Linked DNA regions of Sus scrofa: all the other regions are linked to region 3. A link is a contact called in public Hi-C, HiChIP or PLAC-seq and promoter capture Hi-C data. All regions are on one chromosome and are shown on one strand. The core of a region is the stretch at or near the end of the contact, and the rest is flanking DNA. Distances in the headings are between cores, read along the strand shown. Region 1 overlaps LOC102160389 (a long non-coding RNA gene). Region 2 overlaps MFHAS1 (malignant fibrous histiocytoma-amplified sequence 1). Region 3 holds the start of MFHAS1 (malignant fibrous histiocytoma-amplified sequence 1). Region 4 holds the start of ERI1 (3'-5' exoribonuclease 1). Region 5 overlaps MFHAS1 (malignant fibrous histiocytoma-amplified sequence 1).

Region 1 (5,328 bases), core at 584-3,083, 110 kb before region 3:
AGTTGCTTACAGTATCCACCAGGTGGCGCAGCATACCGCAAAACTCTCAACAGGAGGGGGCTAAAGGAGTACAAGACAGCTGAAGGGAATACAGCAATTGCTGACTGCAACCACGATGCAGCTCAGCAGAATGCAAAACTCTCGCAGAACGTGATAAACCCACCCCCTTTTGCTACTTTCCTCAAAGAGGAATTTGGTACCCCAGAAATTTGACCTCTGAGGATTGGTCAGAGTTAGCTACCATTAAGATTATTGCCCAATACCTTAATTTTACCCTCTCCCAATTTGCCTCTGATAATAATCAGACATATGGTAAAATGCAATTGCTAAAATTTTGTACCCTTTAGTCAGGTCAGAGGATTGGAACTGTGCTTTGCCTTTGATTACTTATTTACTTCAGGCAATTGACTCTTGCTGTCTATCTGTAAAAAGAATATAATAGTACCTTCTTTGCAAGATTATTGTAAGTATTAAATCAGTACAAATGTCACCTTAGGTAGCTCTATGTGTTGGCTGTTTGATGACTGAAATGTGATGGAATTATGAATACTCATGAGAGAAGGAATGTTGATGCAAACAGCAGAGACACTTTTGAATTCTAAGATCCTGAAGCCATTTTCCTCTCTTGTTAGATTTTTACATTTAACTTCACATCATGATTTAAAGTTATTTTCTGGAAAGAAACTAATCACAATGCCAGATGTCAAGACAGAATAATACATGTTTACTGTCATACATTTCTTTCTTAATATTTGGAAATTAAAATTTCCAAGGTTTAGTTCTAAAGGCTTTTACCTTGATTTCTGAAATATTTTGTAAACAGAAAATCAGTTAGGTTTTCTCAAAGAGCATGATGTTTTACACAAAAGTATATCTTGGGTTGTCTGAGTCCAACCAAGAGGCTGCTCAAAAAGCAGGTTAGAAGAAAATCCATGTCTAATTCCTCTAATGAGTGGGTTAAGCATTTGTCTCCATATTTAAATGGTTGCAGACTTTGAGAATAAATTCAGAGAATCATCCCTCATAGGGACAGAAACGAATGAAAAGAGTCTAGAATTGAACATGTCTCTCTTTCTAAAATCACAAATTGAAGACCTAGCTTTGTGGGATGAAGAGGTTGATCTATTAAGGCTGAATTTTCAGTGATATAAACTTTAGGGTGCCTTTCAGCATTAAGTTGTGAAAGCCCTTTCTGGACGTTTTGCAGAATGTTGGCGTACAGCCTGCCTGCTGAGATCCCAGTGTGTGACCTGTTCCTGCCTGCAGCCAGAGGCAAACTCAGTGACCCACTGAGGCCACAGTCAACTGGCACAGACTGGAAAATTGTTAAATAAATTGGTCAGAAACTGTCAAACCTATTGCATAATCCAAACCTTAAAACCCGGACTGCAAAGTTTTCTTCTCATGCCAGTCATTCACACCTTTTGGATTCATTTTTTGATCAGTTCATCAGAAGAGTATTTATTGGTTCTCTATGAGATATGCCCAGCACTGTGATAAGTGCTACTTTAAAATTTATTTTTAAAACTATAACTAATGGGGAAAGAACTTGGGTGGTTCTCCAAGACACCCAGAGATTAAGATGACGTGTACTATAAATCCGTAACAAGTAATAATTTGCTTTAAAAAAAATCAGAGACACGTTAACCACGTAGACAATCTCCACCTTCATCTTTCTGGAACTCTTCAGCTCCCAGAAAGTGACAGGGTGTTTCTACACCAAAGAGTATGCACATTGCCATTTTTAGTTTCTTCCGTCATACGGTATACTCATGGCCTCAGGGGAAAGACATGTGACACTTCAAGTCACTTGAGAGTACAGCTGTCTTACTATCACCATCCCATTGAGGCCAGTTTTGGCCCAGCCACAGCTGCTGGTGGAGCCCACGTGGGTGTAACTGTGTGGGGAGAGTCGTGATACAGACAAGCCAACTGACACTGCAGAGGGGCCCTCAGGGCAGATCACAGCCACAGCCCTTGGTGGCCCATTTTAAAGTTGTAAATGTATGTATATGATGAGAATAAATACATATCGGTGGTTGATTATGTGTGAAACATAAAAGCATAAAAAGGTTGATTTTATTATTATTTCCCCCCCTCAGCTTTATTGAAATGTAACTGACATACATTGTGTGTGTTTAAGGGGTATAGCATGATTACTTGATACACGTATATACTGCAAAACGTTTACCACAATCAGGTTAGTTGGCACATCCTTTGCCTCCCATAATTACCTTTTTGTTGTTGTCGACATGATGATGAAAACCTTTAAGGTCTACTTTCTTAACAACTTTCAAGTGTACTAAACGGTATTGTTATCTGTAGTCACCATACTGAACATTAGATCCTGGGAGCTGATTCATCTCATAACAAGAAGTTTATGCCCTTTGACCAACCTCTCCCATTTCCCCCACCTCCTAGCTCTTGGCAGTCAGTATTCTACCCTCTGTTTTTGTTTTTTAAGATTCCACATGTAAATGAGAAAATACAGCATTTCTCTTTCTTGGTCTTATGTCACTTTGTATAATGCCTTCAAGGTTCATGCATGTCAAACCATGTTCATCACAAGTAGCAGTATTGGAGTTCCGGTCGTGGCACAGTGGTTAACGGATCCAACTAGGAATCATGAGGTTGTGGATTCGGTCCCTGGCCTTGCTCAGTGGGTTAAGGATCTAGCATTGCCGTGAGCTGTGGTGTGGGTTGTAGATGTGGCTCAGATCCTGCGTTGCTGTGGCTCTGGCGTAGGCTGGCCTCTACAGCTCCAATTCGACCCCTAGCCTGGGAACCTCCATGTGGGAGCTGCCCTAGAAAAGGAAAAAAAAGACAAAAAAAAAACAACAAAAAAAACAAGTGGCAGTATTTCCTTCTTTAAGGCTGAATAATATTCTATTGCATATATACATGTGCATGGTATATAACATTCCATTGCATATATACATATATATTTTTTTATCCATCTGTCCATAGGTGGACACTAAGGTTGCTTCCATATCTTGGCTATTGTAAACAATGCTGCAGTGAACATAAGAGTGCATGTATCTTTACTGCTTAGTGTCTCTTTCCTTTGGATAAATGCACAGAAGTGGAATTGCTGGATCATATGGTAGTTATATTTTTAATTTTGGGGGGAACCTTCATGTTGTTTTGCATAGCAGCTTTACCAGTTTACATTCCCAGCAATAGTTCACAATGGCAGTATTTTCTCCACGTCCTTGCTAACACTTGTTATTTCTTGTCTTTGTGATGATAGACATTCCTACAGGTGTGAGATGGTACCTCACTGTGATTTTGATTTGCGTTTTCCTAGTAATTAACGATGTTGAACACATTTCATGTACCTGTTGACTGTCTGTATATCTTTTTCGGAAAAATGCCTATTCAGATCCTCTGCGCGGTTTTTAATCAGATTGGTTTTTTGCTATCGAGTTATATGAGTTCTTTGTATATTTTGGAAATCAATCCCTTATCAGATATATGACTTGTAAATACTTTCTCCTGTTCAGGAGGCAGCTTCTTTATTTCATTGTTTTCCATTCACTTGGTTTCCTTTGTTATGTAGAAGCATTTTAAATTGTTATAGCTCCGCTTGTTTATTTTTGCTTTTATTGTCTTTGCAAGACTAATTTTAAACGTAATGCCCCACTGTCTAGATATAAATGCTATTAATGCTTTTGCTACACTTCCTTTAGACATGTTTCTGTGTGTGGGTTTGTGGGATGGGAGAGAGAGACAAGAGGCAGGGAGAGAGAAGTTGAGAAAGAGAGAAGACAATTTTTCTTTTTTTCTCACTATCTCTACCATTTATTTTGAAATAGTTGCAGGTTTACAGAAAAGTTATTAAAAATAGAATAAAGAATTCCAGTATGCCTGTCACCCAGATTTCCCAACTATTAACACATTTGCATTCTCTCTCATATGTATATTATTTTTTTCTGCACCATCTGATGGTGTGTTGCAAACTGATGCCCCCTAAAGAATGTCTGCATGTATTCCCTAAAAACTGTCTTATAGATATCCATGCTAGACCTAACAGAATCAGAAGACTAATGATGAAACTGTTGTAATATTTAATATGCAGAATTTATTTCAATTCATCAATTGTTTACTTATTGCTCTTTTAGCAATAGAAAAATTCTGGTCGAGGATGTAATCCTGCATCACTTATGGTTGGTGTCCTTTTATTTAGTTATTTTTTTGGCTTATTTTTTTGAAACTGTAGACGTTCCCAGGCCAAGGATCGTCCACTGCCTCTGCAGTGACAATGCCAAATCCTTAACCCCCTGCACCACAGGGGAACTTCTCTTTGGTGTCCTTTGATCTGGGTGGTTCTTCAGCCCTTCTTGTCTGGCTTTTGACATCTTGGGATAGTCCAGGCCAGCTACCCTTTAAAAGAGTTTGGGGTTTGTTGATACTTCTTCATGATGAGATTCATGCTACATGTCTTGGGCAGGAATGCATGGAAGCGGGGTGGAATTCTCCTCTGGGCATCTTATCAAATGTGTTATGGTTTGGGTGCATGCTAACCTTGATGATTCTTGCAAAAGTGAATTCTGTGGCTTTGTTTTTCTTGTTTTCATTGTGTCTATAGGGAGAAAGCTGTGGTGTGATGAACAGGGGGACAAAGAGATCTCCAGTGAGGGAGGAGGTGGTCACCTAAGGGACATGTGTTTTTTGGTAATGATATTATAATTTCAAGGTAAAGCTTATTGTGGGTAATTTGGAAAGAAGAGAGAGAAAAAAAATCACCCACCTCCTCAAATCTGAAGTAATTGGTTAGCATTTTGTCTGACACTTTTTGCCTGTGTATTTTTTTTCTCACAAGTGTTGGAAAAACGTTACATATAAAACTTGTGACCTATTTTCCCCTTAGAATTGTAGCAAAATTTTTTAGTATTATTATAAAACATTCTTAAGCATCATTTTTTTTTTTTTTTTGTCTTTTTAGGGCTGCACCCACGGCATACGGAGGTTCCCAGGCTAGGAGTTGAATTGGAGCTGTAGCAGGTGGCCTACACCACAGCCACAGCAACACCAGATCCAAGCCACGTGTGTGACCAGCACCACAGCTCATGGCAATGCTGGATCCTTAACCCACTGAGCAAGGCCAGGGATCAAACCCATGTCCTCTTGGATGGATACTAGTAGTCAGATTCGTTTCTGCTAAGTGACAATGGGAACTCCTTAAGTATCATTTTAATGACATTTCCCATCATACTGAATCATTTCCCCCACTGTTCCTTTAAATTTTTGCTAGAAACATTCTTACACACAGATCTTTGACTATATCTCTATGATGTTGGGATAGATTCTTAATAATTGGATAGAATT
Region 2 (5,520 bases), core at 672-3,171, 73 kb before region 3:
CATCTGGCAAAAGTTCAAGGGGTAAAAATTTTGCTGACAAATTTTTTTGCAAATCTCCTTCCTTCACATTACAAGCTTACATTTCCTTTTCCTAATGTCTTTTTCTTTTTGTGTGTTTTTATTTGTACATATGCAACCCTCTGTACCTTTCTTCCCCACCGTTTCCTCATGCTTGGCTCTTTGAAATTCCCTCCCCACCCCCCAGGCCCCCATTCCATCACCTGCAGTGGAACAAAAGGCCCCCCCATCACCTCCTTCTCCAGGCTGCTCTTTTGCCTAGACTTCCTCCACCTGCAGAAAGAGTCCCAGGGTCCCTGAGGAGCTTCCTTCTCTGAGTGTCCATCGCAGCACTGGGATGATATGCCAGGGAGAAACTGTGGGAAGATTCCTCTTTGAAGTGTGAGGCCCCAACAGACACAAAATAAATATTCCTAGGGGCCAGGACAAACATTCTGGGACAGCAGGTGAACCTGGCTCCTGTGGCACTTATTAATTTAATAAGTAGGAGAATTACTCCAGGGACGTTGCCAGAATCTGAGGTGCCTACAATGGTGTAAAATAAAAGATTGTTTTATATTAACGTTCAGTACACTTGGTATCAGCACTTCCTCAGACTCGCGCAGATAGTAGACAAATCGCCATATTACAAGAATAAGAGATCCTGTCTTTAGATTCTGTACAAAATTTCTCTAGAATGGCCAAAGAGGAGTCACATTGTATCCTAGAAACAAAGAACCACAAGGCACTACTTGAAGCTTAAATAAGGGGGCTTTAGGGCAAGAAAGCTTTCATATGGATGGTAAGCCTACTGTAAAAATTCGCTGCCCTGAAATAAGACGGAGAAAGACAGATACCATCTGATGTCACTCACATGTGGAATGTAAAAAAATAAAATAAGTGAACAAGCTGAACTAAACAAAGACAAACACACAGATTCAGACAACAGAATAGTGGTTCCCAGAGAGAAAGGGATGGAGGGAGGGCAAAGGGGAACAAATTGATGGTGATGGATGGAAACTAAAGTTTGGGTGGTGAGCACTGTAGAGCATACATAGAAGAAATACAATATTGGAAACATGAAACTTACCTAATGTTAAATCAGTTCACCTCAATTAAAAAAAAAGAAATAGAAATAAAAAAGTAAATAGCCTTGAGAAGTGGCAAGGGCTGGTCCAAAAAGGTATAGACAGATTCATGGAGGTAAATTAGTAACACTACGAGAAGGTTGAGCTTCAGAGGTCGTCTACAAGCTTATACTCTTAGTGATGACATGCAAAGAAATAAAGTGACCCAATCGTTCACACACATACAGATACCTCACTGGAGTTATGATCTGGGGTTAACCTATCAGCTGCTGGCTCCGCTCGACCTGTTGCATCAATGGCCCTGTGTACGAGCACATCCCTCAGCAAAATGCCTCTGAGGTCTTAGACCACCCTCTTTCCTTACTGACCTTTACTAGGTCTGACCCAAGTCAGAGCTGACTGGGGACACAGGGAAACATAGCCCTGCCTCTTCCCGCCATTCATTCATTCCAGCTCGCCTCAGACGCTGTGCCGGCCACTTGGCTCCATCACCATTGCTAAGGGTTTATATAAATACAAATCCACCCAAGAAAGGAAAAATATTTCTCCTTTTCCTGCTCTGGATAAAGTTCTAGCCGACTTGGCTGAGGATGAGACATGCTTCATAGATCAAAGTGCACTCAGGCGAGGAGGCAGGGCGGAGGAACAGAGCCCAAACCCAGCTCTGGCCTTCCCGCTCTCAACATGCAAGTCAGGATCATAAAAAAGCCCCCATGCCGCTGGACTGGAGTGTTTTCAAAAGCTTACTCTTTATTTGGATAGCCTGTCACCTACTTCTTACTGGAAACCATTCCAGGCTCAGAGGAGTGAATGCAGACAGTTTCCCAAAAGCCTTCAGACTAAAACTGCCTCCCTCCAACCTGCGTTCTCCTTTCAGCTGAAAATGGGAGGAACTTTTAGGACCTGAACTGAAAGCTGAAATGCTGACCAGGCAGGCTTGTCAAAACTGACCTGATTTTGAAGGACTTAGGGAACGACCTGAAGTCCTTAGGAGTGATCCTTTGCTTCACGTCTCCAAACAAGCAAGATGATGACAATTCCTGCAAATTCATTTCCCTTGGAGGAAGGTAGTGGGGAGGAGGAATGAATTACTCTGGGTGAGGGGGGAGCTTCTCTGAGAAGCCCCTACAGGGCCCTGAAAAACCCCACAAACTTAAGAGTCAGACCCACAGACACTACAGGGGAACCTGTTCCAGCCCGGATCCTCTTCCAGCAGGAGTTTTTCTTTATCTACCCCCCTGCCCCCATCCAAGTTTTCATTCCCAGAAGATCCAGCCTGGACCTGAGGCCAGTTTAAACAAACAAAAAGCGGAGTGCCCGTGGTGGCGCAATGGAAACAAGTCCGACTGGTATCCATGAGGATTCAGGTTCAATCCTTGGCCTTGCTCAGTGGGCTGGGTTGGGAATCTGGTGTTGCCATAAGCTGTGGCGTAGGCCAGCAGCTACAGCTCCAATTTGATCCCTAGCCTGAGAATCTCTATATACCACAGATGCAGCCCTAAAAAGCAAACAAAACAAAAACCCAGATTGCAACTGTGAACAAGAAAGCATTTTTTTCCACTCTAGGTTATTTGAGAAATATGCACATGCATTTTTTAACCAGTGATCACATTTTCAGTCTTAAATAGGAGTAGTTCTTTTCCTAATAGTTAATGGCATAGAAACTGACCAAATTAAAATCTATAACCTTAAAATTCTTTGGTAAGAAAGAATTCTTTTTGAATTATGTAAGTCTTTATTTTTCTTATCTTTCAGATACACCTTTTCCTGCAAGGAGGTACACAGCTGGCTTCCAAATGAAGCCTCAGCACAAAGAAAAAAACATAAACATGAAAGTGTTTACACCCATTAGAATGTATGGGACCCCCAAACAGGACTGGCTTCATCAGGGGAAAGAGCCACCTCTGGGGGCAGCTCGGTCTGCTTGCTTGGCTGTGGCCTCAGTTCACCCCCAGTCCTGAGCTCTTGCCTGGATATCACACCGAGATCCCACTACCTATCAAACACTGTCACTTGGATACTGACGTGCCCAAAATCAAACTCTTGACTCCCACTGGCTCCACCCCCCACCAAGTTACTCCATTTCCAGGTTTCCCTGTGTCTGTGAACGTCCACTCTGTTCTTCAGTCACTTTGGACAAAAAAAAAAAAAAAACCAACCAAACAAAAATGGAGTCATTTTTCCCTCCCCTTTTCTCTCACACCACACACTGAATACATCGCTGCATCCTGTTCCAGCTTCAGACCCACTGGCATCCTACCATGTCATCAGCTCCTTGGTCCTTGCCACCTCCTGCCCCCACAGTCCATTCCCCACTGAAGCAGAGGGGCTCCCTCAATGCACATCAGGTCACATTACTCCTTGGCTCAGACCCTCCACCGCCTCCTCTGTCACTCACACATCTACAGGGTCCTATGTCATCTCCCTTCTCCTACCCTGGCTTCACTGGCCTCCTTGCAGGGCAAACTCCTACCTCAGGACCTCATTCTAATCACTGAGCTTCCCCATCCCTGCTTTGTTCAGTCTCAGATATCAAAACCTCAAGAAGAACTTCCCTGACCCCCCTGTATAAACAGCACCCCCACCTCCTAGTCACCCACTTTCTGTCCCCTCTTTTATATTTCTTATGGTATTTCTGTCCACCTAACATGTATTGATTTATGGCGTGTCTCCTCTACTAGAATGTAAGCATCACAAGTATGGGGATTCCTCTTGTTCACTGTGGGATCCAAGCAATGAAAGCAGTGCTGGGCCCATAGCAGGTATGAGATGATGGTGAATAAGTGACTGATCATTTGATGAGTCCAGAAATTGACGGCATTTACAAAGCGGCTTCTCAAGCTCTCTCAGGGATGTGGTCCCAAATCTGACACTAGTGGGGCGCACACTCAGGCCATGAGGGCCACAGACTACCCCCTCTTCTTCCCAAGGGGACACAAATGGCCAGCTGGGGCAAGTGTTCAAACTTCCCAGCCCATCACTGTCTCCTCCATATGCCAGGCCTGGCACAGAAACTGGAAGCGCTCTGCTCCAGAAGCCACTCTGCTTTTCTGTTTTACCTGGTTCTTGCATCTTTTACGAACTAAAGAGAAAGTCATGTCAAAGTCAAGATCCATTTGGGGAGACTCCAATGCCAACATCTTGAAATGTTTTCTAAATTTGAAGAATTACAAGACTTAGGGAAACCTGTTAAGTGTAGCTTAAAAAAAAAAAAAAAAACCGCCCTCTTCTGAATTATAGTTGGAATGGGTTAGAGTGGGGGAAGGGGACTAGGGAAGTGGAGGTACTATAAGTTATTTAGTGCTCTGGGGATGGGGTAGGAGGAAATCAGATCTAAGCACCCCCCCCTTCTTTTCCCCAGTCTCAGATAGTTTGTTCACACACATGTGCTGATCAGCACCCTGCTGGGTTTTCCAGAGAACCCTCTGGAGTTCTCTTTCCTCTCCAGTTCTCTGTCCTGCAAACACCAGTCACCCTGGGCCCCTGAATTAGGAGGTATGTCTCAGCTCCCTTCTCTGTACTACAGCCTGGGCACTCTCAAGGCACTAGGCTGGGGCAAACATGGGACTCACTTCATTTCATTCCCATATCTCAGGATCATTGTCCTCTGTCACCTGATGCTCAGGGCCTCAAAAAAATCATCATATATTTTGTTCTTTCATTTTTTTCCAGATGCAAGAGTAAACACAGTCTCTTTTACTCTACCTTAGCTGAAAGTGGAAGTGTGGTTATAAGTTTTAAAGTACTTTTGACACTGTGAATAGAATAAGTTTCTTTCTAAATAGTAAGCCCATCATTGAGGTTAACAACATATGTTCTTCCAAAGACACTGAATGAAAAGACAAGGTAAGATGCAGATTGAGAGGAAAGAATGGCAAAGCATACATCCAATAAAAGGGCTTGTATCCAGAACATGTAAAGAACTGTCAAAACTCAATAAGAAGGAACTAACCAATAAAAAAAAGGGGGAGGCAGATGTCTGAACAGATGTTTATCCAAACTGTACCAATGGTAAATTAGCACATGAAAACATGCTCAACATCATTAATCTTTAAGGAAATGCAACCAAAACCAGAATGAGATACCACTTCACATCTATTAGAATGTCTAAACAAAAAGGCTGAACGCAACAAGCATTAGTGAGAATATAGAGGAACTGGAACTCTCATTCACCACTGGTGGCATTTCTTAGAAAGATGATAAAACATATACCTTCTATGTGATCCAGCTAGTCACACTTAGATTTTTACCCAAGAGAAATCATAAATCCAATCAAAGATATATACATAAATATTCATGGCAGCTTCATCTGAAGTAGCCAAAAGCCAGGAGCAACCCAAATGTCCATTAAAAGGTGAGGAGATGATAAACTGTGGTATATCCATAGAGTGAAACACTAAGCAATATAAAGGAATGAACCATGGAAACATACATG
Region 3 (5,407 bases), core at 669-3,168:
TCACAGGAGGAGGTGAAGCGGGGTAGCTCTTCTCCTTTTCCCCTTCTCCTTGGCTCACCTCCACTCTGTCTTCGGTGAGGCAGTGACAGAGCAGGGTCTTTCCTGCAGCCTTATGGCCCATCAGGAGCAGCTTGAGGCGGGGCTGCACCGCCGGCTGGGAATGAGCCAGCTCCTTCTGGTAGGCTGCGATATAGGGGATTCCCTTCATACAGACCTCGTAAGGGGGCTGGATCAGCGGGTTGTCCTTGATCTTCCACAGGCCCACCCGGGAGAGCTGGCCAAAGTTGTCTGGCAGCACAGCAATCTGGTTCCCCTGCAACACGAGCTCCTCCAGGCCGGTCAGCTCCACGATGGAGTCTGGCAGGTATCTGATCCGGTTATTATCCAGCCACAGGGTGAGAAGACGGCTCAGGCCAGAGATCAGGGATGGCACTGAAGTGAGCTGGTTGCGACTAAGGTAGAGCTCCTCCAGACCAGCCAGGGGCAGCAGTGCGGCAGGGAACTCCTCAAAGAGGTTGGAGGAGAGATTGAGCATTTTGAGCCGCTGCAGGCGGCTGAACTGGGCAGGCAGAGCCTGCAGCCCGTTGTTGTCCAGCATGAGGCTCTCCAGGCTGGCCAGCTCGCAGAAACCGCTGGGCAGGGTGCCAAGCTCAGCCCCGCTCAGCCACAGGATCTTTAGGGCACGCAGGGCACTGATATCTTCAGGTAGGCCACGCAGCCGGTTGCTGGACACATCCAGCTCCTCCAAGGCCGCCAGCTGCAACAGCTGCCGGGGAAAAGCCGTGAGCTGGTTGTGGTCCACGTCGAGGGTGCGCAGGTGGGAGAGGCAGGAGAAGGAGTCGGGCAGGTGTGTCAACCGGTTAAAACTGACGTCCAGCTCCTCCAGGTGGACCAGCGCGCCCAGCTGGGCAGGCATGGCGGGCAGCTGGTTGTGGCTGAGGTTGAGCTTCCGCAGCTCACGCAGGGCGCTCACCACCTCGGCGCCCAGGACGCTCAGCCGGTTGTGGCTCACGTCCAGCTCGGTTAGGTGGTGGCCCAGCTCCGCCACCGCGGGGGGCAGCCGGGCGAAGCGGTTTCGGCGCAGAACCAGGACGCGCAAGCTGCCCAGCGCAGAGCCCAGCCCGTCGGGCACCTCCTCCAGGCCGTTGTTCCCCAGGTTCAGCACCTCAATGTCCCCGATGTTGGCCGGCAGCACCAGCTGGGGGGCGTCGGGGGAGTCGATCTGGTCGGCACCTGGGCTGCCCCCGGCCGCGCTGAGGGTGAGCTGGCGCAGGTTGCTCCTCAGCTTTCTGGCACGCAGGGCGGCGTCCCGCCACAGCCTCACCGTTTTCAGGTTCCCACTGTCCGTCCCAGCCATGGTGGGGTCCCGGGCTGACACCTTGGCGCGGGCGCCCGCAGCTACATGCCGCGCTGCGCCCAGGCAGGCGCCAGTCTCTGGGGCCCTCTAGCTCCCGCTCCTCCCTTCCCACCAGCCCTCCGCGACCAGCGGCGGCGGGTCCTAGCGCAGCCAGCGGCCAGGCGCCCGCAGCTGGGGGGCAGCGGCGACGCGAGAAGCTCCGGGGAGCGCCGGGCGTGCGGCGCTGGGGGAGGCGGCCGGCCGGCGGGGAGCGCAGCTCGCATTCTCCGGGCTCTCGGGCCAGGGGCGCGCCGGGGCAGCAGGGCCGCCGCCCGCCCGCCGCGCCGCGGAGGATGCCTGCCGCTCCCCCTCCTGCTCCACCCGCCTCCGGGGCCTCGGGGCCGATTCTAGCCCCGCTACCCTCGCTGCCGCGGCCCCGCGGCCCGCAGCATCGTCGCCTCCGCGAGCTCCACGAGGACGGCGGCGGCCCGCTCCGCTGCGGGCATGATGTGGGCGCAGGGCCGGGCCGCCTCGTAGTCTCCGCTTCCCCGGGCTCCGGCGGGAGCGCGAGCGCCGCGTCCCCGCCACTGGGAGGGCGAGATCGGGAAGCGGCAGCGCCGCCCGGCGGAGCGGCCCCCACGTGACCCGCGGAGACGCCGCGTGTTCCCGGCACCGCCCCGGGGCGGGGGCCGCGGACCAGCGCCTTGAGCCGGGCTGGGGGCGCCTCGCCCTCCACGGGCGGCGGCTTGGACACCGCTGAGCCGGAGGCGCGCTGGTGGCCCGTCCCGGCTGCAGATCACGGCCCCGGGGCGCTCCTGCTTAAGTCTGCCTGCGTCTGGCTCTTTGTTGGCCCTGCGCCTCTAAGAATTTCTTTCTCTTCTCCCCTCACGTGTTGGATCCCAGGCCTCCCTGACTCATTCCTTACCCTTCTTCCCCCTTCCACTCACCCTATGTCCACACCTTAGTGGAACCGGCAGCATGCAGGGGCCTGGGTTTCATTGTAGGAACCTAAAAGGAGAGTGTGATTAAACAAAAGAACGAGAAAAGCAGGCAACCATTCATTCACTTGGTAAATATTTATCGAGACCTTATTTTATGGCAGACCGACCAGAGACAGACATTCTCTGCTCCCCTGAGGAAGGCTCTGAGCAGGCTCCTCGCCGGCCTTACTGCGGAGTGGAGAAAGGGGGGCCACGCAGTGTTTTATCCGGGATGTCCCACACATCCTCCCAACAGCCTCAGGAAACAAATACCATATCCCCAACTGTACAGTCCTTATTATGCTGTAGGTTCAAGAAAATGGCAGTTATGTCAAGAAAAATTTACAGCCCAATGCTCAACTCCAAGTCTTGCTTGCTTGCTTGTTTACTTATTTATTTATTTATTGGAATTTCTTTGCGGTCACATCTACACTAAGTAAATAATTTCTTCAGAATTTGCCCAAACCTTGAACTCTATTCAGCCTCAGGGTAGCACCTCCGTCATTGCCTCCAGCTTGATTAATAATGAAGCAAATAGCTCTCAGAGACACAAAGCTAAATGTAATTGGTTAAATGCACCAGTTAACACCTGGTTGGCTCTCCCCTACAAGGGATTGTTGCTGTCATTTGGGGACCCAAATTAAGTGCAGGTATTTGAATAGTAATAATTTGTCTCTTTAAAGGGAGCCATTGAGAAGTTCCTGTCGTGGCGCAGTGGTTAAGGAATCTGACTAGGAACCATGAATTTGCGGTTGGATCCCTGATCTTGCTCAGTGGGTTAAGGATCCAGCATTGCCCTGAGCTGTGGTGTAGGTTGCAGACGTGGCTCGGATCCCGTGTTGCTGTGGCTCTGGCATAGGCCGCTGGCTACAGCTCTGATTAGACCCCTAGCCTGGAAACCTCCATATGCCTCGGGAGTGGCTCTAAAAAAGGCAAAAATACAAAAATTAATTAATTAATTAATTAATTAAAAAAAAACAAAGAGAGCCATTGAACACCTCAGGCTGGAAAGCTGCCCCAGTGATGGTTATCAAGCCTGGTCTGGTAGGTACATCGTGGTACTGGAGGATGCTCCTGGAGCCAGGTGGAACCCAGAGCTTCAAGTACTTTAACAGATACAAGTGAGCCATGTTCACCCTGAAGGTCTTCCTGGAAGATCAGAACGCTCAAGAGTTCCCCAGGTGCCCCACTTCAAGGAAAATTCTGAATCATCTAGACTGAGCCTTTCTTTCATAGAGGAGGCAACAGTCCCAAGAGAAGTGACCTCTCAATCAAACAGCCAGGTAAAGGGAAGAACCAGGTGTGTTAACTCCCCTTGTGGGGTTATTCCCCTGAATGCATCACCTTCATGGTATTCTTGAGTCAGATCCCAACTCCTGCAGTCTCTAAGGAAACTGGAGAAGGTGTCAACTTCCTACCCCACTTGGGATAAACTAAAGTGATCTGGGTTTGATCTAAAAAACCCAGGCTAAACTGCCCCCTTTAGAAGCCATCAGAAGATTATACTTCCCTCTCAACTGTCTTTGAAAACTCTGCTTTTCCTTTGTCAGGACATAATCTGTAATTTGCTTTATCCAATAAAAAAAAAGCTGGATAGGACAGGAGAACAACCCATTTGAGGGATCTCACTGAGCAAGCCTGGGTTTGCTCAGTGAGAACATTCTTTTTGGGCCGTTCAGTCTGCTTGAGCTACTGCAGTCAATATTTTGGGAAGCCTTATTGTAAAAAATCATATCCAAGAGTTCTTTGAATGTTAGAGAATGCAGTGATAAAATATAACTCTGGAAAAAGATAGTGTGTACAACGTAGCTCTTAAATGCAGCCAAGAAGGATCCTGGTCTTGGCACCCAATCTAGTCCTCCTCTTGCCATACCCCAACCCAACCCCTGCGGTAAGGTTTCTGATAGGCCGAGGGGTTGATGGGCATGCCCTCTTGGCCTTCTAGAACACACTTGGTGCGAAGGATCCTGAATTCTAAGTGTAGACAGCCTGAAGCCTGCTTGGAGAAGGTGGGCAGTAATTCATAGTCATTTAAGAGTTGCCAGTATGCACATCCCTGGGCCTTTGGGGTATAGATGGAACTTGACCCTCCTGTGAGCCCACAGGTTCCTCACTGGACTGGCTGGAGCCCAGGTTAGGATGAGACAGGAAGTGGGTGTGCCACATTTGTTAGCCTGATGTAGCACATTTAAATATGAGGCATTCAGTGTATGGGCCTCCATGTGTAGTCTTGTCCCAAGCCCTGCCAATACTAAGAGTGACTGCATGTGTTGGGGTTTTCCTAAAAGCCAAAGAAAACCATCTCAGTTTGGAGAAGAGAGACCAAATTTTTTTTTCTTTCTATCTTTTGTCTTTTTAGGGCCACACCCGTGGCATATGGATGTTCCCAGGCTAGGGGTCTAATCAGAGCTATAGCTGCCCACCTACACCACAGCCATAGCAATGCCAGATCCGAGCAGTGTCTGCAGCTTAAACCACAGCCCATGTCAAGACAGACTGATTATTAAAAGTTTTCTTGCCTTGTAAGTTTCCCCAATGTTGTGGACCTAATCTATAAACTTTTTAAATGTATCCTATTTTTCCTACTCTGAGTCTATTTTCATCTTAGCTGCTGCCATACGATTGCACTCAGCTTGCTCCCAAAGTCCAGGCCCTCTGCAAGGATACAAGTCATTTAAAGGAGTGGAAGAGCACAGTGAAGAGGCTGGGTCTTGAGCTAGGCCTTAAAAAATGTGGCTGGCTAGAAAAGAAGACCCCGGACACTTGGGCAAGAGTCTTCCATTTAAATATTTGTCAGTACCAGTCTGAATGGCCCAGGCAGCAGGAGTCTTCTGCTCTTGGTAGCAACAAGCTCCAAGTAAGCTTCCATCCCTGGTTTCTTTCATTCTTTCTTCAGTATACTTTCCTCTTTCCTTACAGATTTTTTTCTTAACCTTGCTAGCCCCCTAGCTACTTGGCTCATTGCTTTACTTCCTTTCCCTGTCAAATATCTTAGAGAAGTACTGTAGGGCTGTCTGGAGCCTCTCTGCTGGGTCCCTCCTTGGGTCCAGTAATCTGGCTTCCCCATGCCAGCAGCACTGCTCTCTGGAAG
Region 4 (5,361 bases), core at 1,074-3,573, 77 kb after region 3:
TTGCAGAGCTAAGCAATAAAAACAGTGAGGCAAGGACAACAGGGACAATGGAACAGAGCAGGGTACTCAGATACAAACATAAACATATAGAACTAAATGTACATTGGCACCAGGCAGCATGGGTGAATGACCTAGAAACAAATGACATTCTACTCTACACATGTTTAGTTCAGCCTAGAAAAATTTACAATACCTGGTATTTCAATACACAGATCTATAGTGGACAGTGGATTAATCCAGGGACATTAATGCTAAATGAAAGGTAGGTTTGTTTTTCACTGGGGTTATTAAAAGAATAACTGATTCAAGAATCTCTGTTTTAGGCATGTGCCACACCTGAAACACTTACGGAGGCTTTGTTCTTGAGCTGTCCAACAAGGGCACTTATTTTCTTAGGCAGAAGGCACTAGCATCATTGGGCTTCTCCCTCACTGTACAGGGAGAGCATCAGCAGAGCCAACATTTACAAAATGTGGGTCTCTCACATGCTAATACCATACAATCAAAGGAAAGTATGGGACATAGTGGTATTGAGCATCTCAGGCACATTCTCAGCTCAGGGCCTTTTCACTTGCTGCTTGTTCTGCCTGAAATTCTCTTCCCCCAGATAGCCTCATACTTTGTACCCTTACCTCCCTCAGGTCTTTGCTCAAAGAGCACATCATCAGAAAGATCTCCCAGGACCACTCTATTTATAACTGTTACCTCCATCTTACCAAGGAGCATCCCCCCATTCCCCTTACCTGCATATTTTCCCTCCATACTGTAAACGTTGTACTTATTTCTTCTGTTTGTTGTCTTTATTCCACTTCTTGAATATAAACTCGCTCAGTGGGGCCAAGAGTTTTATTCGTTTTGTTCAATGCTAATTCCTGGCACATAGAAGGTGCTCAATAAATATTTGTTCAATGACTGAATGGTTACTGTGTCTTAGCATTCTCACAGATACTGGCAACAGTACTAATGTATAAGCCCATCATTTGAAGGATAGATAAATGATCAGTCAATCCCTACTACTGAATCTTCTTTACTTTTGTCTTTTTAGGGCCATGCCCATGGCATATGGAGGTTCCCAGGCTAGGGGTCCAATCCGAGCTACAGCTGCCAGCCTACACCACAGTTTACAGCAACACCAGATCCTTAACCCACTGAGCGAGGGCAGGGATCGAACCTGCAACCTCGTGGTTCTAGTCGGATTCCTTTCCGCTGGGCCACAACAAGAACTCCTGATATATTTTTATTTACTGTATATTTTCCTACTTGGTATGTCTATTAATTTTGGACTGGATGCCTGATATGTTGAATTTAATATTGTTGAATCTTGGATTTTATCATAGAGAGTATTAGACTTTGCTTTGGCAGGCACTTAAGTTACTTACTGAGCAGTTTGCTTCTACCAGAGCTTGTCTTTAAGCTGTTGAAGGAGCTACAATGGTTTTCCTTTAGAGGCCAGTCTGGAGCTAAGTTTACCTCACTACTAAGGCATGACTCGTTGGGGGTCTCTATAGCACATTCCATGAATTCGAAGTCTCTCCACTTCTGCTCCAGAGAATTCAAATGATTCCCAAGTCCTGTGTGAGCTCTGAGAATTGTTTGGCTTACTGCTCCCCAATAATTGTTCTTTCCTGGCCTTGAGGAGTTTCACATGAAATATTCACTGATTTGTATTCAGCTAAAGATGCAAGGGTGCCCCTATGCAGATTTCTGAAGCTTTCTCCATGAACTCTGCCTCTTAAATCCCAACCAACTTGCTCTCTTCAAATTCCCAAATTCAATCCCTGCCTTCTCCACTCAGTCAGCCCTGTCTTTACCCAAGACCCTAGGCTCTGAGTTCTCCTTGTACTTCTGAACTGGAAACTACCTCCCAGCAGGTGGCCAGGGTGATACAAGGCCCATCTTGTTTGTTTCTTTTCTCTCAGGTACAAAGGTCCCTAACTGCTTATTCTTGAAAACAGTTGTTTCACATACTTTGCTCAGTTTCTTAATAAGTCCAGACCCATTTCTTCTTGTCCAGAGTGGATGTCTTAAATGCCTTACGGAAAATGAAGACTGTTTTATAAATGTTATTTGCTACGGTTAAAATTCATCTCTCTCCAGGGCGCCCATCATTTTCTTCTTAGTAGACGGTGACGGGTCATTTCCTCCAGTGGCAACCTCTAGGCTCTAGGGTCCGAACTCTGGCCTAGCCTTAACTCCGCGCCGGGAGCGCACACTCCCAGTTTCTCCCGCGCGCGCCTTCCTCTCGCCCCTCCCCCCCGCTCCGGTCAGCTTCAGCGCTCGCGTTCCGCCAGCCGGCTCACCGCGCCTGCGCGGCGTCTGGACGCCTTACGCTCCCGGAAGTGGGAGGTGTCCGCTGGAGTTTGTGTGGCCGCCGCCGCGGGAACGCGAGCCCGGTAATTTTTCAACGGAGAAAGGCGAGGCTCTCGGGCTTGGCCGAGTGAGAGTTAGCGAGTGGCGGACACCAGCAGTTCTCTTCTTAGGTGACACGCAGCATGGAGGATGAGCAGAGCCACCAGCCCGGCGGCGAGGCCCTGGCTCCCGCGCGGCGCGGGTCGCTGGGGTCGGAGTGCGGGGAGCAGCCGCAGCATCGGAATCCCGAGGTGAGAGTCCGTCCGCGCGCCCCAGTCTTCGAGGGTTTTCCCGCAGGAACCGCAGCCTGCGCACCCTAGGACCCCAGCCCCGGCCGCCTTCCCGGTCCCCAACTCTGGGAGCTTTACTCTGGGTGGTTGTCATGGAGCGCTCTCTGGTCCTAGTCACCCTCTGGAAGTGAGTAAACAGTAGACGAGAAGTACGTGAACTGCGGTTTTAGAAGTTATTTTAGTGGGAATTCTTCTGTAAACATTGGGGGGGGGGGCACGGTTCCTGTTTTCATTCTTTGTAGCCCTAGTTCGTAATTAGCCTGTGCTTTTAAAAATCTCGCCAAATGTTCTAGGTATGTCACTTCCTAAGACTTTAAGCCCACCTCCCAGCCTTGGCAGAAAGTATTGTGTCTGTTAGCTGGAGCTTTGTCTCTGATTTGTGCCCATTTACTTCTTTCTCCTGTGGACTTTATATGATACTCTTAATGCTTTTGATAGCTCACTGGTCAATCTTCGTTACAGTGGCAAAGTTGCAAAAACAGTCTTAAAACTTTATTTTCTTTGACAGATAATTATTTTTTGTTGACTAGCGCTGCAGAGTGTAAATAATACCATTAATAATACAGAGATGCTGAGCACCTCTTAGTGCGGGTACTTATAAGAGGCTTCCCAGCTCTTGCTCTTTTCACATAGCAACTAGAATGATCTTTTAGTAACATGAATCTGACTGGGTTCCGCCCTTCCTGAATCGTCATTTTCTGTGATGAAAAAGGGATTAATAGCTTGGTCCTTAAAGTTTTTTTTTTTTTTAAACACAATTTGTTTCAAGATGAAAGAAAATATGTTTTAATAATAACTTAGTAAGTAGGTGCTTATCAAAAGAAACCTTTTCTGCACCAAGAAGATTTTTATTATTATTATTTTTAATAGTTATTTCCCCAATACAGTTTTTTTCTACTGTATAGCATGGTGACCCAGTTACACACACATGTACACATTCTGTTTTTGCACATTATCATGCTCAAGTCATAAGTGACTAGATGTAGTTCCCAGTGCTACACAGTAGGATCTCATTGCTAATCTATTCCAAAGGCAGTAGTTTGTATCTCTTAACCCCAAGTTCCCCAGTAACCCCCACTCCCTCCCCCTTGGCAACCACAAGTCTATTCTGCAAGTCCATGATTTTCTTGTCTGTGGAAAGGTTCATTTGTGCCTTATATTAGATTCCAGATATAAGTGATATCATATGGTATTTGTCTTTCTCTTTCTGACTTACTTCACTCAGCATGAGAGTCTCCAGTTCCATCCATGTTGCTGCACATGGTGTTATTTTGTTCTTTTTGATGGCTGAGTAGTATTCTATTGTGTATATATACCACATCTTCCTAATCCAGTCATCTGTCAATGGACATTTGGGTTGTTGCCATGTGTTGGCTATTGTGAATAGTGCTGCAATGAACATACGGGTGCATGTGTCTTTTTATTTTTTATTTTTATTTTTTGGTCTTTTTGCCTTTTCTAGGGCCACTCCCACAGCATATGGAGGTTCCAGGCTAGGGGTCTAATTGGAGCTGTAGCTGCCGGCCTACACCAGAGCCACAGCAATGTGGGATCCGAGCAGAATCTGTGACCTATACCACAGCTCATGGCAACGTGGGATCCTTAACCCACTGAGCAAGGCCAGGGATCGAACCTACAACCTCATGGTTCCTAGTCAGATTCGTTAACCACTGCGCCACGATGGGAACTCCCAAGTGTCTTTTTTAAGGAAAGTTTTGTCTGGATATATGCCCAAGAGTGGGATTGCTGGTTCATATGGTAGTTCTATTTATAGATTTCTAAGGTATCTCCATACTAATCTCCATAGTGGTTGTACCAGCTTACATTCCCACCAACAGTGCAGGAGGGTTCCCTTTTCTCCACACCCTCTCCAGCATTTGTTATTTGTGGACTTATGAATGATGGCCATTCTTACTGGTGTGAGGTTGTATCTCATGGTAGTTTTGATTTTCATTTCTCTAATAATCAGGGATGTTGAGCATTTTTTATGTGTTTGTTGGCCATCTGTATATCTTCCTTGGAAAAATGTCTAGCAGGTCTTTGCCCATTTTTCAATTGGGTTGTTGGCTTTTTTGCTGATGAGTTGTATAAGTTGCTTATATATTCTAGAGATTAAGCCCTTGTCAGCTGCATCATTTGAAACTATTTTCTCCCATTCTGTAAGTTGGGAGAAACTTTTTGTTTCCTTTTTGGTTTCCTTTGCTGTGCAAAAGCTTGTCAGTTTGATTAGGTCTCATTTGTTTATTTTTGCTCTTATTTCTGTTACTTTGGGAGACTGATCTAAGAAAATATTCATAAGGTTGATGTCAGAGAATGTTTTGCCTATGTTCTCTTCTAGGAGTTTGATGGTGTCTTGTCTTTAAGTCTTTAAGCCATTTTGAGTTTATTTTTGTGCATGGTATGAAGGCGTGTTCTAGTTTCATTAATTTTCATGCAGCTATCCAGGTTTCCCAGCAATGCTTGCTGAAAAGACTGTCTTTTCCCCATTTTATGTTCTTGCCTCCTTTGTCAAAGACTAATTGATCATAGGTGTCTGGGTTTATTTCTGGGTTCTCTGTTCTGTTTCATTGGTCTGTATGTCTGTTTTGGTACCAGTACCACACTGTATTGATGACTGTGGCTTTGTAATATTGCCTGAAGTCTGGGAGGAGTTATGTCTCCTGCTTGGTTTTTGTTCTTCAGAATTGCTTTGGCAATTCTGGGGCTTTTGTGGTTCCATATA
Region 5 (5,334 bases), core at 145-2,644, 92 kb before region 3:
AGGTACATTCTGATGCTCTTTTCTCCATGGAAGTTCCACAGCCATATAAAAGTCACTGGTTTCTGTGCTTTTCACCAACGTTCTTCCTATGTGGGTAGATGAGAAGAAAGCACAGAAATGACGAAAGGAAATAGGAAATGATACTCTCAGTTATAAGAACAAATCACAATATAAATCTTTTTGGCACAGATATCCATATCTATTTCTAGAGCTCTGTGTAAAATTGCAAATGTCAGGCAATTAATGTTTCTACAAAGGAAAGAGGCTTTTTACTAGAAACCTAGTCAAACATTTCTGTTTATGACACCAAGTTCAGACATAAAGAGAGAACTAGACGAATTAGCTCTTTCTACCTATTCCACTGTAGTTTCACAGCCTAACTAGATTTCTGATCAAGAACCTTGAACTCTAAACACAGCACTGCTTCCTTTCAAGAAACATGCACAGACACACACAAAATTACCCTCTGCAAGTAGGCCTCTGTACTAAGAAGTAAGAGTGGGTGTCTATCTAGACTAAAAAGCATGCTTTGACTTGAATTAAAGGCTGTCAAACTAAAAGCTGGAGTTAGATGAATATAAAATGAAGAAACCACGTATCTTCAGCTAATTAAAGTGGCATTCCATTCAGACCAAATGGTCAGACAAGAACACATCAAGTGTCCCCCCCCCCATATTTTAGCTATCCTATAATGACTTGCAACATACTTAAAGTGTTGTGGCAACACTTAATAAAACATACAAAGAGGTACAGGGCTTACCACCCGCATTCCCCACCCTCCACCCTGCCTCTCTCTTGAAGCTGCCTGATTTTATGGAAACTGATAATTTAGTATCTACCTAAGACATTTCTCCAGCCCACACAAGAACTGGCTGAGCATAATATCAATAACAACATCACCAAAAATAGACACCTTCCATTTACTAAATGCTCACTACATGCCAGGAATCACACCATTCCCCATACTGTGTTATTTGATTAGTCCTTAACTCTTAACACTCCATCAGGTAAGCTTTCCCTTTTTCTGCATTCACCAAGAAAGGAGCTAAGGTCCAATAACTTCCCCAAGGGCACACACACCAGTGAGCGGCAGGGCCGGGCCCTTTAAAGAGGGTTATTTGACGCCAAAGTATGCTTGACGACTGAAAGCAAGACTGGACTATTTGGGGCCCTGGGGATAGTTTCACATTTCTCTGGCACTTGGCCATGTGGACATTTTGAAGGCCTATTAATATATTAAACTTCCCAGTAGAGAAAGTTTTGAAAACTGCCTCAAATTCAAGTAATAACATAATTAATCTAACCATAAGGAGAATGGCAGCGTGAAAACACACATGCCAGCCAAGTGGTTAATGCTGGTGGAGCGAGTTCTGGCTCTGAGTGGGAGAGGTGCTATGCATATGCTTTTCTTACTGACTCTAGCAAACCTGGGGAAAGGCAGACAGTTGTGTCTGGCTGTCTGCTCCCCTGAGCCACTCGTAAGACTGAGAAACACAAGGATATGTAATCAAGGACACCTAGAGGGAATACCCCAGTGTTCAAAGGGAAAAAAGGAAAACTGGTTTGAGCATTCTGCACATGGATGTCGTTTTTTCCTGTTTAGGCACGTAAGGGAAAAAAGCATTGATCACAAGCCTCCCCGCCTCTGACTATGCCTCCATTTCAAACTTGCCCTCATCAAGATCCACCTCAAATGCTATTTCCTGGAACTTTTCCCGATTCTTCTGGCAGAGTGCTTTCGTCTCTGTGCCTACAGGACTTCGATACACTTGTTGCTGGAGGTGTCATGTTTCAATTGGAATCAGACACAAGTTTGTCTGGTTGTGCCTTTGATTCCCATTTCTACTGGATTCTTGAGGGTCTCAGTTATTTCTGTACCCACAATGCTTGGCATAATGCCTAGTAGAGGACACTCAACAAAGATCTGCTGAATGAATGAGGAATAAGATGTGATGAAGGAGTTCCTGTCATGGCTCAGTGGTTAATGAATCCGACTAGGAACCATGAGGTTGCAGGTTCGATCCCTGGCCTTGCTCAGTGAGTTAAGGATCCAGCGTTGCTGTGAGCTGTGGTGTGGGTCACAGATGCGGCTCGGATCCCACGTTGCTGTGGCTCTGGCGTAGGCCAGTGGCTTCAGCTCCGATTAGACCCCTAGCCTAGGAACCTCCATATGCCGCAGGAATTGGCCCTAGAAAAGGCAAAAAAAAAAAAAAAAAAAAAAAAAAAAGATGTGATGAAAAAGTCACAGGCAGAAAAACAGCCCAGGTACTATGAGATTATTACCATAAGGTGTAGTGATCACTACCATCTCTTCATAAGGAGATGTATAAAAAGGAGATGTGAAGGAAAGAATGGCTGATTACAGTTAGAAGGGCTGAGGATGGCTTCTCAAAAATGACACATGAAGCAGCTAGTGGTGAACTGAGAGCCAGCCAGAACTTAAGCCTGGCTAACCCTCCCACAGTAAGGTGGTGTCACACATCAGAAGGGTGGTGGGGTCCAATGGGGAAGCCTTGTGTGTCGTGCCTAGGATTTTGAACTTGAGCCCCTAATCAGCAGGAAGTCATTCAGGGCTTTTAAAGTAGGAAGAGAAGTGATGGGGTCTGATGTTGAAAGATGGCATTGGATAGAAAGCCAAAAAGACTAGGGAGGAAGATGCCAGTTGAGACTCAGTCTTAGGGCGGAGACAGGAGGACCTAGACGAAAGCACAGGCTGAAGAGAAAGTTCGGTAGTTGAATTCCCTCATTCGAGACACACTACTAAGATGGGGTACCAGTTCTTAGTGGAAGGCTGCTTATGGGAGGGAAGAAAAGGAGGTGTTGAATGGACAGACTCCCAGCCTGGGAGATGGTGCCAGGCTATGTCACCCCCAGAGACAAGAGGCACAGACTGTGGAGAGCCCTGGGGGAGGAAGACAGAACGCACACCTGTGGCGCCTACAGAACATCCAAGGGAGCTGCCAGCTAGGATGATGAAGACAGAGGCCTGGAGCTGAAGGAAAAGTCGGTATGGGGAGGCTCAGCCCAGCCTCCTCTCAGGCTATGGAACCTGCTCTTCCTAGGATGCGGCAAAAGCATTCAAGGTATGTGGAGCTTAGGCTGAAAAGGAAGCTATACCATTAAGCAAGTCTTTTCTGTATTCTGAAATTCTGACCTCCAGGGCCTCGCCCACCCTGGCGGAATGCCCCTCCCAGCATCAGCCAGCTAGTCCCCAGAGAGAGTCAACAACCTAAGTGTGACTGTGCTTCTCAACTGCAAACCAGTGAATCCAGAGCCCACGCCCCCAACCACCCCCTTTATCAAGCTCTCACACTCCAGGCTGCAGTCCATCTACCCTAATCATGCCAGGGCCATGCTCCAGACAACGTGGGACTGTCTTTATGCCCCCGAGTCCATGGAAACTATCCAAACTGGCCCATCCTATGCCTTCTCCCCTGCCTTGCCCGTACCTCCCGTAAAAACCACAATGCAGGTTCCTACTCACACTTTCCTCTCCCGCTGGCCCCTGGCCACACAGGTGTTTCCCTGGGCAGCCCCCCCCCCCCCATGGCATGGTGTGCCCCTTCCTCTAAGGAACTGTAATACACTTTTTTTTTCCCCACAGCAGTCATTTCCTGATCTGTCGGCCTTAGTGAATCTCTGACTTTCCACTCCCACACTATACAAAGTCTGTCCAGGCACTGGGCATTTTCAACCTCAATATGAATGATCCCACTCATGTCCTCTTTGTTCCAGAAAGACGGGTTAGAGACTGATGTTTACTCAGAGACTGCAGGTGGCCTCATAAATAGATCATCATGTACTTCACCTTGACTGCTTTGTGGTGGTGGATGTGAAGGTGAAGCAACATTCTCTCCTATACACGCGTTTACCTGCCTTGTGTAGACACCTCAACCAATGAGCTACGCAATCCTAGGTAAGTCAGTGAGTGGATTAGACTCTAGCATGTATATTTGCATTTTGAAATTTTTTATTACTACCTTTGTACGCCATCCCCAGTGTATGCTGCTTATGTTTCTAGTAAAAATAACAGCAACCGGATTTATCAAGTACCACTTATTCTGTGTAAGGACTAATGCTGAAGGCTTCCCCTGCAATGGTCTCTAAATGCACAGAACAACCCCATGAGATAGTGCTTCCTTAAATCTGCACCTGTTACAGCACTAGCAAATCGGAGGATTCAAACTCAGGAAGCATAACTCCAGAGCCTATCAAAATGCCTTAAAGAAAAGAAATATAAACACTGCTTTTAAAAAGCTGTTTGTTGTATTAATCAACCTGGGCTTATCCTGATGTTATATTCTTAAATAACATTAGAGTACATTTTTTAATGACTTTTTTTTTTCCAAAAAGAATCTAAGGTTACCGATATATACATTATAGTAAATTGAGCCAAAGAATTGAGCAGTTTTCTTATTCTTAATTCCTAAATAAATCTTGATTCTGGACAAGTAAAAGATTTCTAATCTTAAAATGTCCTGCTCTTTGGAATCTCTTCATCCCAAACCCGTCCCAACCCCCTTTTTTCCCTAAACTCACCAAGGCCTTTAGGAAGTCCTCACCTAGTTTAAGAAACGCTCTCTGCTTCCCAGAGACTTACCCTTAAAAATTGGTGCTCCTAAAGTCACAGATTGGGGACAGTAAAAATGATGGCATAAGGGAAAGAAGCACTATCTTTTCCACTTAATTGTCCAAGAAAGTATGCAGATACCTAAGCAGAGAGGGAACAAATTCCAGTATCAATGTGGCTGACGGGAGACTAAATCATCAAAGAAACACTATTAGCCCCAGCCTGTAAAAGTAGCAGGGCAATGAGCTGTCTTATTCTTACAAAGAAGAAAACATATCAATGCAAATCAATGTGATACACCCCACAGGCAACCTCCACATTTAAGCCTGCTTTCCTTCTGAAATCCCATCCCATCCCCACTCTTCATGGTTCAAAATTCTGAGATCAGTGCAAAATTCTCCACTGCGATAAAGCTAAATTCAATCCTTAAAAAAAATTTTTTTAAATCAATTCCATACTAATCTGAGTGGAGTTAAACATAATTCACCTGATTTATTCGGTGAGATAAAGGCCACAGAATCTTTATACTACTTTTTGCAAAAGGCTTATATGAATTGATCTTAAATATTCTCATGTCATCACAATGTGACTGCCGAAAGTCCTATGCAAAGTAATCACTATACATTGGAGAATTCTTAGCAGGAATCTTACTTGAATTGAAACACAGTATATGTGCAATAATCCAAGTTTAAAAAGTAGTTCTGAAATGCAGTGTTAGCCTTGCCTTTTATTATTAGCTGCCCTTTCTGGAAAGGAAGAAAGCT

The links. Promoter capture Hi-C pulls out the DNA fragments that hold promoters and counts their contacts. A called contact is a pair of places that touch in the nucleus more often than the background predicts. HiChIP or PLAC-seq counts read pairs in DNA pulled down with a chosen protein or histone mark.
Region 1: a promoter capture Hi-C map of fetal liver shows a contact between it and region 3, with 5 times the contacts expected there. The contact joins the enhancer-like site here to the promoter of MFHAS1 in region 3. A contact is called at or near these places in 2 of 5 promoter capture datasets (fetal liver and liver), 21 of 47 Hi-C or Micro-C datasets (adipocytes, adipose tissue, alveolar macrophages and 12 more) and 2 of 2 datasets of contacts at active chromatin or transcription factors (alveolar macrophages and skeletal muscle).
Region 2: a Hi-C map of liver shows a contact between it and region 3, with 3 times the contacts expected there. The contact joins the enhancer-like site here to the promoter of MFHAS1 in region 3. A contact is called at or near these places in 3 of 5 promoter capture datasets (fetal skeletal muscle and liver), 4 of 47 Hi-C or Micro-C datasets (brain, embryonic fibroblasts, liver and 1 more) and 2 of 2 datasets of contacts at active chromatin or transcription factors (alveolar macrophages and skeletal muscle).
Region 4: an H3K27ac HiChIP or PLAC-seq map of alveolar macrophages shows a contact between it and region 3. The contact joins the promoter of ERI1 here to the promoter of MFHAS1 in region 3. A contact is called at or near these places in 2 of 5 promoter capture datasets (fetal liver and liver), 6 of 47 Hi-C or Micro-C datasets (embryonic fibroblasts, epiblast stem cells, liver and 2 more) and 1 of 2 datasets of contacts at active chromatin or transcription factors (alveolar macrophages).
Region 5: a contact with region 3 is called in a Hi-C map of skeletal muscle, with 3 times the contacts expected there. The contact joins the enhancer-like site here to the promoter of MFHAS1 in region 3. A contact is called at or near these places in 1 of 5 promoter capture datasets (fetal skeletal muscle), 8 of 47 Hi-C or Micro-C datasets (adipocytes, embryonic fibroblasts, fetal liver and 5 more) and 2 of 2 datasets of contacts at active chromatin or transcription factors (alveolar macrophages and skeletal muscle).

Annotation. Positions count from the first base shown.
Region 1 is chr15:56,309,021-56,314,348 of Sscrofa11.1, reverse strand. The region is part of intron 1 of LOC102160389 (a long non-coding RNA gene); the gene reads left to right. Among named protein-coding and RNA genes, the nearest start is that of MFHAS1, 110 kb to the right of the region's middle. Within about 2 kb of position 1,833, at least 6 of the 83 cell types and tissues checked have an H3K27ac peak or open chromatin away from gene starts, as enhancers often do. A contact at or near this core is called in fetal liver and fetal skeletal muscle, where this site is marked.
Region 2 is chr15:56,270,237-56,275,756 of Sscrofa11.1, reverse strand. All of the region lies in intron 1 of MFHAS1 (malignant fibrous histiocytoma-amplified sequence 1), which reads right to left. Among named protein-coding and RNA genes, the nearest start is that of MFHAS1, 73 kb to the right of the region's middle. Within about 2 kb of position 1,921, at least 24 of the 83 cell types and tissues checked have an H3K27ac peak or open chromatin away from gene starts, as enhancers often do. A contact at or near this core is called in brain and liver, where this site is marked.
Region 3 is chr15:56,196,966-56,202,372 of Sscrofa11.1, reverse strand. It overlaps MFHAS1 (malignant fibrous histiocytoma-amplified sequence 1), which reads right to left and starts at 1,918. Exons shown (of 3, transcript XM_021075967.1): 1 at 1-1,918. The coding sequence starts at 1,357.
Region 4 is chr15:56,120,482-56,125,842 of Sscrofa11.1, reverse strand. ERI1 (3'-5' exoribonuclease 1) reads left to right here and starts at 2,323. Exons shown (of 7, transcript XM_021075032.1): 1 at 2,323-2,600. The coding sequence starts at 2,493. LOC106508273 (a long non-coding RNA gene) reads right to left here and starts at 2,237. Exons shown (of 3, transcript XR_001305012.2): 1 at 1,969-2,237; 2 at 744-872.
Region 5 is chr15:56,288,076-56,293,409 of Sscrofa11.1, reverse strand. It overlaps MFHAS1 (malignant fibrous histiocytoma-amplified sequence 1), which reads right to left. Exons shown (of 3, transcript XM_021075967.1): 3 at 1-86. The coding sequence ends at 53. It overlaps LOC102160389 (a long non-coding RNA gene), which reads left to right. Exons shown (of 4, transcript XR_002339377.1): 2 at 1,604-3,083; 3 at 3,736-3,916. Among named protein-coding and RNA genes, the nearest start is that of MFHAS1, 90 kb to the right of the region's middle. Within about 2 kb of position 1,394, at least 9 of the 83 cell types and tissues checked have an H3K27ac peak or open chromatin away from gene starts, as enhancers often do. A contact at or near this core is called in fetal liver, fetal skeletal muscle and skeletal muscle, where this site is marked.